Regions from separate parts of the Zea mays genome. Here region 2 is linked to region 1. A link is a contact called in public Hi-C data. All regions are on one chromosome and are shown on one strand. The core of a region is the stretch at or near the end of the contact, and the rest is flanking DNA. Distances in the headings are between cores, read along the strand shown. Region 1 holds the start of LOC103627862 (transcriptional regulatory protein AlgP). Region 2 holds the start of LOC103627863 (RING/U-box superfamily protein).

Region 1 (7,361 bases), core at 253-2,752:
ATGGGGTAACCAAGAGGGGCACAGGGCCATGGGTGGATGATAGCAAAATGACAAATCCTAAAATACTAGCGCTTTTTTTTAATATTTCATGTCGACGCTGCCAATTGCCAAATGATTCTAAATCATTCGAGTACAAGTATTAACCTTGCGGCTATTTATTTAACGGCAACTACTACACTTGGAGTTAGAGATGCCGAGAGCATCAATTATGGAGCTGGGGGAGATTATTGGACGGATTAATTAATTATGGTGGGTGGGGATTAGTAAGTGCGGACGCGCCGGGACCGGGGCTGGGCCCTGCGCGGCTGCTGGGAAACCGCCTGGCACCAGCAGGCAGGCCGCCGCTGGAAACGGCACCACAGCTGTCGCTGGGCCCACCACCTCCTCCACTTACGCGCCTCCTACGGCAACGACCGTGCGCTCTCTCCCTCTCATGTTAATTCTTCCATTTTTTTTTCTGGTTGAAAGATTTGTTTTCTTTTTGCGAGGACAAGGCTGAAAACGAGTCGAGCACTCGTGCAGCTTGGTGGCTTCGGCTCGTACATTGCACGAGTTCAAAAATAAGGGTCACTTCGATCCGGCTTGAAGTTGGCTCATCAGGTGGCTCGGTTTAACTCGTGAGCCGCACTCTTATAAATTTTATTATATTATAAAAATAATTATAAATATATAAATGTGTAATATAAAATCATTATTCAATATTATGAATAATCTAAATTATAAAATGCCATAAATATATAATTAAAAGCTAAGAAACGACTTTGTTATTCTTAGAATTATCTAATATCTATTATTATTTTGTAAATTCATTAATTTGGCATAGCTCTGGAGTCTGAATAACTTTGCTCGCTCATTCGACGACCTCGAAAAACAGGTTCGGCTTTGCTACAAATTTTGGCGCGAAGTTACGACTAATTACAGTACTGCCACCACTGTAGTTTTTTTTATGATAAATACAAAACAGTAAAAGAGCCGACACATGTTACAACTTAACCATTATTAGTTCGGATATTTACCGCAGGAAGGTTTAAATATAAATGCTGATACTGCTGCTGACTATTAAATACGTTTAAATCAATATAGCCCGCAGACGATATTTTGATTTTCCCACGAGATGGACTGAAGTTGGCACGGCCGCTCGAAAGTAGCCTCACCGCTCACCGTGCCGAATAATCGGGCCGGCCACCATGCTGATCACACCGATGAGTCACCCGGCCGCGTGCGGGCCCCGCTCAACAAAGGCGGGCGGCGCCAGAAAGGGGCCCACCGCGAACCCGCGTCGGGCACGGCATCCGCGGCCGCCGTCCCTTCGTATCCGACGGCTCCCCTCCCCGCCACGCACAGCCCAAAAAATCTCCCCATTTAAAATTCAGTACGACCAGGTAAATTCGGTTTCCTTTTCTTCACCATCATTTGAAACACAAAAATAAAAATAAAAATAATGAAACGAATTCTGGCCACGCACGCAACGCAATCGCTTAATAATCCGCTCCACCGCAACCCTTCCGTCTCGTATTTGCTTTGCTTCCTCTTCTCTCCCTCCTCCGCGCCCGCCTCCTCTCCCCTAACGCTTAGGGTTAGCCAGGCAGCGACCTCCCTCGCGAATCCTCCATAGCCGCCATGGCCACGGCGGTTCTCAGATCCCACGATGCGCTCAACAACCGCCTGCATCTCGACGCGTACACCCCGTCCCCGGCGAAGCCGCGCCGGCGCCGTAGCCCCAAGCCGGCGGCCGCGTCTTCGCCGCCCGCAAGGGCCGCGGCGCCCATAGCCTCGACGTCGCCGCCGAAGCCTGCTGCGGCGCAGAAGACGGCGACGCCCGTTAAGGGTCCTGCAGCGTCTGGACGCCGTTCGCCGGTGGCTAGGCCGGCTGCTTCGGCGCGGAAGCAGCTGTCCCCCGTTAAGGAGAATCCCAACCGGCGGCTTGTCATGGAGGAGGTCCGGATCTTGAAGCGCGGCGAGGAACCGCCCGCTCCAGCTCCCGCGCCAGCCCCTACGCCGGTGATAGCAGCGCCCCCCGCGGCGCAAGCCGCGGCGGTTGACCAGCGCGCCCTCTGCTCCACTGGTCGGATCGGGCCGCAGGCGCCCGCCGTGGTGCCGACGAAGAAGATGGTGTCGCCCCCCGCTGCATCTCCAGCCAACGCGACCGTGTTCGCGCGCCGGGTGTTTTCTGCCTCGGTGCCCGCCGTAGTGCCGACGAAGAAGACGGTGGCGGTCCCCGCTGCATCACCAGCCAAAGCCCCCGTGTACGCGGGCCTGGCGTTTTCTACCGCAGCGCCTGAGCCCAGCTCCCTCCCCATGCCCTCCTTCTTACTCCTTCCCGCGGAGTCCGAGGCTACTCGTGGCCTTCGGTGCCTCCTCCGCATCGGCGACCTCGCCTGACACGGCTGCCGTCTCTCAGTCACCCTTCGGCCTGGTCTCTGCTCCCCTCTCTTTTCTGGTTGTTCCCTATGGATGGTTGGCGCCTGAAGGGCGGATGGATCCGATGGAAAGCTAGCTTCTCCGGATCCGGTCAGATCATATCTCCCGGTATCCCGTTCCGATCAACCTCTTCCGGTATTTTTTCAGAGGAAAGGTTGGCCAACGGCGTTCCGGTGGTTGGATTTGTATTTGGTGGCGGTGGACTCCGGTTATGTCCACTGATTGCTTGCTGTTCGGTTCGCTTAAGTGGTAAAGCTGATGTCTTTAGGTTAGAAGAATAACTAAGGCCGCGTTTGGTTACACCAGATTATCAGAATCTGCATCATTCACGTAATCCAAAAAAATCCAACTCAAGCTTGATTTTTATGGATAGTCTCTGGCAGCACATTATCCAAGGTAAAAAATCTGCTACGTTTGGTTGAGCCTATAGATTCTACTAGCCAGATTCTGACTATCCATAGGAACCAAACGCTCCCTAAGATTGGGTAGGAAGGAAGGATGGTGGATTGGTTAGCTAGCTGCTGGCTGCTTGGTTCAGGAGTTGGGGTTAAATTAGCGTCTGAAATACTTGTTTGGTTTAGGTATTCCTATGTAGACGACCTGATTATGATTCAGGGTGGTTTATCGTAGCAGTAATCTGAAGTTTGGTGTGGTGTTTGATCTGTGTGAGTCTTGTGTTAGGTGAGTCATGAACAAATTTATGTGGTCTTTATTAGTAGGTCAAGGTGAAGTTCTTCTCTTTATGTATCTATATCAGCTTAGCTGTGATACGCGTGTGAGTCGTAAATTTCGATATATGAAAGTCTGTTCTTGCATCTGATCAGGAATTGTGAACATCTCTTTCTTCATATGCCTCTCTTTCGTGAAACTGGGGATATGTCTTTCGTCTAGATTTACTTCTGTTCGGCTGCTCCGCTGGCGGCTGCTGCTGTTCATGCTCATGCACTATGGATGTCATGAATTATAAACCAAAGATTTGGGAATTTTTTAACTATGGAAGTCATGAATTCTATCCTCATTAGGGACACATGTTTATATTAGAATTCATGGATCAAAAGAATAACTAACTAGCTGATAGATATATGGATTAAATGATAGATTTAATCAAACCATCAGATTGGATGTGAGGTATGGTTTTATTTAATTCAGTGTTTTCCTTAACCGAGCAAGGCCTAACACTTTGCGTGGATTTAACTTGAATCGGCGAACTCTGTGCCGCGGTTATCGCTAAGGCTGAAGTATTCTTCCTTGGCGGCAGTTGAACGTGCGTACTCTAGGAGCCTTCTTTGGATTACTCTGACCGCCGGTGTTGTTGACCGCTGAAGCTCCCGTGCATTGCTGAGTCAATTTGACTCCGTATGCCGGCCTGAGACTCTTCAGGAAGACTGAAACAAATCTTCTGCCGCCTGTAACCGGGAAACTGACAGAGAAAAGAATTTGACGTCATTCTTTTGGTAATTATTTTTTCACCGTTTTATTTCTTGGGTTCTAGGTTCCAAGTCGGCCCGTTCGGATCTGAGGTAACCGGAGCGGATTGTTTGCATAATTTATGTATAAGTATTGATCAACTTAAAACCTAATTTATATAAGCTTTGGTTAGCTAAAACAGTTCCTTGGTGGATTCCTGGACCAATGATCAAGGCCTAAGAGCCTCAACCATAGGCTCTAAAATAAAGCCCTAATAGTTAAAACAGGAGAATATTTGAAGTGTTCAGGGCCCGGCGAAAAAAATTTACTGCAACAGTTAGGCTTTAACTAACGCTATTAAATAAATAAACCATGTTATTAGAAAATAAATCGTTGTAGCTTAAAAGGATGTAGCACTATAATCGTTTGATGAATTTTATAGTTTTTTAAAAACTATGATCCTTTGATGAATTTTATAAAATAGGGTTACTGTTAGAGGACTTTTTAGGGTCTAGAGGCCTATATTTGAAAATATAACTTTTTAAGGCACTGTACAAAGTATCTTCGACAATGCCTCAAATTAAAATATATTTTTCTACACAAGAAAAATTATTCCAACAGTGCAGCATTTTGTAAAATTTTGTTAAAATATATAGGCCACCCTCTTAAGTGCTTCAATTATACTAGACTATAGTAGGCTGCCCTATAATATAGAATTAGGATTTTACTTATGGAGCAGAATATTTGTCATATATAATATAGTCATTTTTAATTTATACCACATTTTTATAGGACACCTAGTTGGAGATGCTCTTAGAGCATATGTTGATATGTATGATAAACAACTAAGAGACTGTATAATATAAGTCTAAACCTCTAAATCACAAATATAGTTAAAAGATAATGTCCTTAGCGTTGGTTAGGTGGTCTGAGTAGCACTCCTCAGGTCCTGGGTTCGACTCCCCGTGGGAGCGAATTTCAGGCTGTGGTTAAAAAATCCCCTCGTATGTCCCACGCCAAAGCATAGGTCTAAGGCTCAGCCCCGGTCGTGGTCGTTCTCACATGGGCTTCGATGCCGCTGTGTATGGGTGGGGCAGGGGTTCGGGGGTTTTCTTGACCTGTGTGAGAAGGTCTTCTTCTTAATACAATGCCCGGGGGCTGTCTTACCCCCCGCAGGTCAAGTTATAATGTCCTTAGCATATGTATGATAAACAACTAAGAGAATGTATAATACAATTCTAAACCTCTAAATCATAAATATAGTTAAAAGATAATATGTATAGACCATGAAGAGTTGTCTCTGGTACTTTTTAACCCCTTAAAGACTCCTAAAGAGACCTTAAATGGGGTTGTACATGCTCTAGTATAAGGGATACAACCATACATTTAATTATTGGTCAATCTTTTTTCACAATCTGTTTTCGAGTTTGTGAAGCAATCCACTATTAGTTGGCTAGTATATGAAAATATCGTCTCTTGCGAGTTTAACGGGTCCCGCGGAAAACGGGGATGGAGAATGCTTCTCTGTCCCGGTCTCCGTCCCCGTTTACCCGTCGGGGGAAGAATTTCTTCAATTACATACCCGCGGGGGAAGAAACTTCTCAATTGCGTTCCCTAATGAAGGAATTTCCCACGAGGAATCGGGGTTCGGATCCCCATTGCCATCTCTAGTGGTTAGTGAGTTTTCCTTCTCTCCATTCCATAATCACCATAGATTTGATGTGATATTATTATGCTTGCTGTAAGAGGGGGTACAATAAGAGGCTATAAAGATATTAAGGGCCCCTTTGGTAGGTGTCGGGGACCATAATTAGGGGTACCCTCAAGACGCCTAATTCTCAGCTGGTAACCCCCATCAGCATAAAGCTGCAAAGGCCTGATGGGTACGATTAAGTCAGGGATCAGTCCACACGAGTGACTCGATCACGCTTCACCCGAGCCTAGCATCGGCCAAGGGCAGCCGATCTCGAGAGACTTCCGTCTCGCCCGAGGCCCCCTTTTTATGGCGGACACATCACCGGCTCGCCCGAGGCCTTGGCTTCGCTCAGAAGCAACCTCGACTAAATCGCCACACCGACTGACCAAATTGCAGGGGCATTTAACGCAAAGGTGGCCTGACACCTTCATCCTGACACGCGCCCCCGGCAGAGCCGAAGTGACCGCCGTCACTCCACCGCTCCACTGGCCAGTCTGACAGAAGGACAGCGCCGCCTGCGCCACTCCGACTGCAGTGCCACTCGACAGAATGAGTCTGACAGGCAGTCAGGCCTTGCCAAAGGCACCACGGCGAACTCCGCCCCGCCCGACCCCAGGGCTCGGACTCGGGCTAAGACCCGGAAGACGGCGAACTCCGCTCCGCCCGACCCCAGGGCTCGGACTCGGGCTAAGACCCGGAAGACGGCGAACTCCGCTCCGCCCGACCCCAGGGCTCGGACTCGGGCTAAGACCCGGAAGACGGCGAACTCCGCTCCGCCCGACCCCAGGGCTCGGACTCGGGCTAAGACCTGGAAGACGGCGAACTCCGCTCCGCCCGACCCCAGGGCTCGGACTCGGGCTAAGACCCGGAAGACGGCGAACTCCGCTCCGCCCGACCCTAGGGCTCGGACTCGGGCTAAGACCCGGAAGACGACGAAACTCCGCTCCGCCCGACCCTAGGGCTCGGACTCGGGCTAAGACCCGGAAGACGACGAAACTCCGCCTCGCCCGACCCTAGGGCTCGGACTCCGCCCTGGCCTCGGCCGAACGACTTCCGCCTCGCCCGACCCCATGGCTCGGGCTCGGCCACGGCAACGGAAGGCAGACTCAACCTCGGCTTCGGAGGAACCCCCACGTCGCCCTGCCTAGGGCACAGACCGCCACGTCAACAGGAAGCGCCATCATCATCCTACCCCGAATCGACTCGGGTCACGGAGAACAAGACCGGCGTCCCATCCGGCCAGCTCCGCCGGAGGGGCAATGATGGCGCTCCACAAGCTCTATGACGACGGCGGCCCCCAGCTCTCTTACGGAAGCAGGACGACGTCAGCAGGGACTCGACCGCTCCAACAGCTGTCCCTCCGCCAGGCTCCGCCGCACCTCCGACAGCCACGACATCACGCCAGCAGGGTGCCCAGATCTCTCCGGCTGCCACATTGGCATGTACCTAGGGCGCTAGCTCTCCCTCCGCTAGACACGTAGCACTCTGCTACACCCCCCATTGTACACCTGGATCCTCTCCTTACGACTATAAAAGGGAGGACCAGGGCCTTCTTAGAGAAGGTTGGCCGCGCGGGACCGAGGACGGGACAGGCGCTCTCTTGGGGCCGCTCGCTTCCCTCACCCGCGTGGACGCTTGTAACCCCCCTACTGCAAGCGCACCTGACCTGGGCGCGGGACGAACACGAAGGCCGCGGGACTTCCACCTCTGTCACGCTCGACTCCGGCCACCTCGCCTCTCCCCCCTTCGCGCTCGCCCACGCGCTCGACCCATCTGGGCTGGGGCACGCAGCACACTCACTCGTCGGCTTAGGGACCCCCCTGTCTCGAAACGCCGA
Region 2 (6,492 bases), core at 1,231-3,730, 140 kb after region 1:
ACTGTGTCACATGGGACAACAGTAAGACGGGACCCAAATAGCTTGAATATTGTGGTATTCTGGTCCGGGTGGGTTGTGGTATCTTGGGCCAGGTTTTATAGAATTGACGACGTATCCATACAAACATGGTTCACTTTTCTTTTTGGAAGCCTGGTTCGAACGAATCTCAAAGTTACGCGTGCTCAACTTGGAGAAATCTGGTATGAGTGACCATATGGGAAGTTCTTACTGGAAGAAAAATCACAGTCGCTGGAGTTTGTATGACTGAAATATTGGTCTGACAGGTCTTAGGTGAGTTGGACAACATGGTGGATGAGCAGTTGAATATTTGGGTGATCGGATGATCGATGAATAGTAGGATGAACGATGAATAGTCTGTATGAACGAACGATGAATAGCTCGTATGAACGAACGGTGAACGATGAATAGTGACTATGAATGTTTCGATGAACGGTGAATAGTGACTATGAACGATCCGATGAACGGTGAATAGTGACCGTGAACGAATGATGAACGATGAATAGTGACTATGAACGAATGATGAACGATGAATATGGACTATGAACGAACGATGAATATGGATTATGAACGAACGGACGAACAATTGAATGATCGGACGAACGAACGATCGGAATTTCGACAGCATAACGGATGAACAAAGATTACTTGGACGAACGAACGGATGAATGATCGGACGAACGAACGAACGAACGAATCATGAACGATCGGACGAACGATCGAACAAACTAAGAACAGGTGGACAAATGATCGAATGAACGACCGAACGAACCTTGTGCTTGTGTGGAGTGGGAGTGGGGGGGAGAGAGTTGCCATGAAATGGTTTGGTGTGGCTTGAGGAGAGTTGTCTACATGTATCATGTGTTAAAGATCCATGTCATCGTAGTTCATAGTATAGGGACACATTTTTTGGCATAAATGGTGCCACTGTTGTAATATTGTTTGGCACGCGCCCTTTGAGCCATACACGGTTTGTGCTACAGATAGCTTGGTAGTTGCCCATCATGAAAGTTTTGTAGAGTAGTTAGGGGTGTTTGGTTTGAGGAATCACTCCATCCAAAATGTGGTGTTGCATCATGGGTTCATTCCTCAAATTTGGTGGGATGACCTCATTCCTCATATTAGTGTTAACTAGGAATGCCGTGATGATGGATCAACTTATTTCATTCACAAACCAAACAAAAAAAGTGAGGACTGAAAAGATGTTGGACTAGCTCATTCATCAAACCAAACAGCCTATTAGTGTTTTTAGTCGCATGCTTTCCATGCCCTGTTAGCACTTTCAGAATTCCACTGTTCTCCATGTGGTTTTATTTGGTCGCATGCTCCTTTTATGTGTTCTTTTGCTTCTTGCAGTTCGTGTGGTCCTCTGTTCTGGTCCCTTAATTTAATATAATAAACTTCTTACTATTGTCTTTGATACTTGAGCATTTTTTCAGCTAGCAAGTGTTGCGCAAAGGTACAAATACAATTTACCGGCCAACGAAATATGGAGGGATTTTTTTTAATCACTGTGTTGCAGTTTGCTGCACTTATCTAACAGTTTATTAATAAGGTGTTTGGTTTGATGAATCACTCTATCCAAAATGAAGTAGTGCATCATAGGTCCATTCCTCAAATTTAGTGGAATGGGGTGGTGATGGATTAACTCCATTCCACAAACCAAACAAAAAAGTGAGGAACGAGAAGATGATGGACTATATCATTCCTCAAACCAAACACTCTATAATTGTACTTAGCATATGTTTGTAGTGATCTTCTGCTGCCAAAAAATAATACTTATATCTGTTTCAAAGTTCAGTGATGTGATTACAAACTCAGATTTTCTAGAGATCTAGGCTAGCTTCCTTTGTCTAAAGTGATATTGTATTCGACTGGGTCAGGCCAGGCCACCCACTGTTTTCATCATGAATCGAAACTGCAGAAGGTTTTTGAAAATAAGATGGGCTTCAGTCATCTTGGGCTGCCTGGGCTCGGCACTTTGTTGGGTATAGTGTAGCTCTGAGTCCGAGCAGCCTGCTCGTGCTCATCTCTCGAAGTGACAACCTGACTACAACAACAAAAAAAACTATGACATGGCTGTTTGTTTGTGGCAGGCCCCAGCAGGCACAGAGGAATGCCAAAAGACATGGCAACATCTGGTCCACGTGAGAACGCTGCCGTCCACGCAGCTTCCAACACACACAGCGCGTTTTGCCTTTGGCAGTGGGATCCGCATCCTCCTCGACTCCAGGCAAGATTCAGCCACACGAACGGGAACGCGATGACCCGAAAAGGTCACCCCCTGTCCCATGCAGTTGTCGCTATGACGATGGCGGCTTTGTTGCCGTGCCGACCAGCATTGCCATCTCATCAGATTTATTTTCTTCTGCTCGAGCTTGAAATATGCGTATACTGTTAGCAGTTTAAGTAATTTCGTGTGTGTGTGCATACACACACTACTCGCGGTAGTAGCTGTTATATACATGTAAACCATACTGAATATAACCGAATTTATGCAAAATTTAATAGATTCAGGAAGTGAGATATATACCCTTCGGAGAAATCCATGCTAAAGATCACACTAGTGACTTTATTCATACGAGTATAAATACGTCCCGGCCGGTCACCGGCTGAGGCAGAGCCAGTTGGTTGGACATTGACATTTGGCACGCCATCAGCATGAGCCCTCCTCCTCCTCCTCCTCCCACCTCCTCCTCTAGATAGGACGAAGCTAGCTGCCGCCGCCGCTCCCCCGTCCGAAACGGGCCGGGACGATACATGGCGCTGATGACTGGTCGTCGTCGGGGGAGCTCGAGACGGCTGTGTTCTTCACCTTCTTCCTGTTCCCGACGAAAGAGGCCTTCCACGTACACCAATTATCGCTTGTACTAGCTACCACAGCAGAGAGGGGAGGGGCCCGGGCGCCCGGCCAACCGAGTTGCGCACGCAGGCTGTACGCAACCGCAGCAGCCAGGCTAAGGTGCTAGGTAGCTAGTTTGTAGAGTGCGCGCGCGCGGGGCAGGTGGCGTGTTGGCGCCGTCATCGTACTCGTACGTACGTCTGTTCTCTCTCTGCGGATGGTCATCATGGCCGGGATGCTCCCCGGCGTGGAGTTCGCGCGGCGCCGGCGGCGGGCGTCGTCCTTGTGCCTGTACGCACCTTCTTCCAAGGAGTGGAGCAGCGCGTGCATGGAGACGACGGCGACGGCGACTGCGCGCGCGTGGACGACGCTGGGGCTGGGCAGCGGCGCCCGGGAGGCGAAGGAGAGGCTGGATCAGAAGCTCCGTGCCCAGAGACAACCTGTGGTGCTCAAGAGGTGCGTTTGCTTTTGCTGCTTGTCTGTTCAGTATGGCAGATGCTACACATGCTACTTTCTGCAGCAAGATGTCAAGACAATATTGTACAAATCCTGTTGTTATATTCTGGTCTGAAATGAACATCGGTGCAGGCATGAGATGAGCACGAGCCCCACGATCACCAAAGCGCACGACGACGCAACGTGCAGGTGCAGCGGTGGCCTCCACCGCCACCACTCGTCAGCGTGCAGCAGCGACACGGGCGTGCTGCTGCGGCGGGAAGTGGTGTCGTCGCCGAAACCGAACAAGAAGGGAGGAGGAGGAGGAGGGGGCCGGTTCGGCTGGTGCCGGCTACTGGCAGGCGGGCGGCGCGGGCCGCCGGCGGCAGCGGAGGCGGGGTGCGCGGTGTGCCTGGAGGAGCTCCGCGCGGGGGACGTGGTGGCGCGCCTGCCCTGCGCGCACCGCTTCCACTGGTCCTGCGCCGTGCCCTGGGTCCAGGCCGCGTCGCGGTGCCCCGTCTGCCGCGCCCACGCCCGCGTCTAGCTGCCTCATCGGCTGCTGCTGGCCTGCACCCGCGGCGCGCCGCATGGGATGCGTCGTGCCTCGTGTCAAAGAGAAGGCCGCGCCATGCACGGACGGGGAGAAGAGAACCACGAGCTAAAGCAACCAGGACAAATAGGGAGGGGAGCCGAGGGTACTGCGTGTCTAAACATTTTTTTTTACCCGCCTACAGAAGTAATGCGCCCCCACTGTGTCATGATGTCAAATAACAAACATCAGGCAGTATACCTGAAATAGAAATAAGATATGTAATGGTGTAAATATAGGGGGTGTTTGGTTTCTAGGGACTAATGTTTAGTCCCATCATTTTATTCCATTTTAGTCTATAAATTATCAAATATAGAAACTAAAATAGAGTTTTAGTTTCTATATTTGGCAATTTTGGAACTAAAATGGAATAAAATGTAGGGACTAAAAATTAGTCCCTAGAAACCAAACACCCCCATATACACGCAGTTAATCCGAACGTTGTAAATACAGCAGAAGGTACCGTGGTACGGCATGACGTATTGGTATTGACTCGCGGAGAATTGCACAGGTAGCCACATACTGCATTCTCTTTCCAGGATATATTATCCAAGAAGCTATCCCGTCTGTCCTCTTGTTGTACGACTAAAGGTACTCTAGCTACCAGACTAGGCTGTCTCCAACAAGGACCTGTATAAGGTCCGGTACGCTATATTTACAGGTTTGTGAGCTCCTGCATCCATCCAGCAATAGACTCTAAATGCTCCTCTAAAATATAGAGGGTGAGCTTCGTCCGCCATTTGTAGAGACTGTACGAGCGTCCGCTATCTCCTGTGTCGGCTCCTTCGCGCGTCCGCTCGGAGATTTCCCTCGTTCTCGCAGGGAGGCCGTGGACGTACGACCACCGGGGACCTCGAGCTAGCGCGCAGCCGGGGCGAGCCCGGTCCCGCCGGTGAGCCCTATCCCCGTCCGACTGTGAAGTTTGTCGTGTCTGTGTCACAGACATGAACGGGAGGTCGTTGCCGGGGTGTAGAGCACGAGGGGCAGCGGCGAGGACACTGGAGAGCTGCTACGAGGAGACGGCGGGAACATGGCGGCGAGCTGCTGCGAGGAGACGATGGGAACATGGCGGCGAGGAGACTGCAGATTTGCTGCTGCTCGCTGTAGCATGTGATGAGGGTCAAAAAAGATTTATTTAAATGAATGAAAGAGCTCGACGGGTGTTTGAGAAATATATGTCATGTGATAAAAAAATAGGAACTTTAGTTTCTAGTATACGTTCACAATAATTGCATATATATTTGTTTTCATAATTAATATAAGTTCACAAAACTGTAATAATGTTAATTACGTTCGTTTTTCATGAAAAATAGATTAAAATTTTGTTTCTATGTGAAATGGAGAATAAAGAAACTAGTTTATGCAATCGGTTATTACTGTAGATATAGAGGATCAAATTTAGAGGACGTTGCTGGAGACGAAGAAAATATAGAGGATGAAATTTTTTAGAGACAGGGGATATTTCTTTAGAGGATGAAATTTAGGGGACGTTGCTGGAGACAGTCAAATGACCACCACCACAGGCGGCGTACGTGTGTGTATGTATGTATTCAAATGTGGACGTGGTTTTCAAACCACATATATATCACAAATGTGCCCATCGTCGTCAGAATAAATAATCCCTACCGTGGTGCGCCCATCGTCAGAAACCACCACGGCCGTTGTGCACGGAACGAAAATGCAGACGCACTCGCGTGAGAAAACAAGAAAAAAGGGGGAAGAGAAAATGGACGGGTAGACGTCGATACGGTACGGAGGCCTACACGGTAGCAGTGGACTGCAAAAGCAAGGTATAGTAGTGATGGTCAGAGTCACGGTTGTGAAAAATCAGCACGTACGTAAACGTAACCCACGGTCACAACCAGGGAGTTCAATTTCTTCTAGCTTCGATGGACCCCTAGGCCCTAGCCAGTAGCCACCGCTGACTGCAAAACAAGATCCACCGTCGTCGTCTACACTAGGAATTTGCTTTCTTTCTTTTTTCCGGAGAAAAGAAGAGAGAGAGAGAGAGAGAGAGTCGAAATGCCCACTGGAAACTGGGCTCGGAGAAGAAGCGAACTTTCAGACCGGCCGTCCCTTTAAAGGGGCTAAAACCAGGTTAGGCCCATCTACTTTCACTCTCGTCGGCCCAGTTCATCTGCACTCGGCGGTTGGCCAGTGAGGGGATTATAGGGCATGTTTGTTTCGGCTTCTGGCAGCTTCTGGCCACCAAAAGCTGCTGCGGACTGCCAAACGCTCAGCTTTTCAGCCAGCTTCTATAAAATTCGTTTGAGCAAAAACCATCCAAAATCAACATAAACACATAATCGGTTGAGTCGTTGTAATAGTAGGAATCCGTCACTTTCTAAATCCTGAGCCCTATGAACAACTTTATCTTTCTCCACACGTAATCGTAATGATACTCAGATTCTTCCCACAGCCAGATTCTCCCCACAGCCAGATTTTCAGAAAAGCTGGTCAGAAAAAAGCTGAACCAAACAGGCCCATAGTCCCGCCTCGGCGCTGCAATGAGTCACGATGGGGCACGGTGGCTACATAAATGGACCTGTGGATACTTACCTGGACGGGGTCGATAGCCTATCAAGAAGGCCTATGGCCTAGACCAGTG

Evidence for each region. Hi-C and Micro-C count contacts between places; a contact is called where the count stands out from the background.
Region 2: a contact with region 1 is called in a Hi-C map of bundle sheath, with 3 times the contacts expected there. The contact joins the promoter of LOC103627863 here to the promoter of LOC103627862 in region 1. A contact is called at or near these places in 5 of 25 Hi-C or Micro-C datasets (bundle sheath, ear, leaf and 2 more).

The regions. Positions count from the first base shown.
Region 1 is chr5:222,319,547-222,326,907 of Zm-B73-REFERENCE-NAM-5.0, forward strand. LOC103627862 (transcriptional regulatory protein AlgP) reads left to right here and starts at 1,503. Exons shown (of 2, transcript XM_008648175.3): 1 at 1,503-2,707; 2 at 2,902-3,412. The coding sequence starts at 1,621. The coding sequence ends at 2,382.
Region 2 is chr5:222,457,434-222,463,925 of Zm-B73-REFERENCE-NAM-5.0, forward strand. It overlaps LOC103627863 (RING/U-box superfamily protein), which reads left to right and starts at 2,481. Exons shown (of 2, transcript XM_008648176.4): 1 at 2,481-3,316; 2 at 3,449-4,459. The coding sequence starts at 3,078. The coding sequence ends at 3,839. It overlaps LOC111589389 (U1 spliceosomal RNA), which reads left to right and starts at 6,436; the gene lies at 6,436-6,492.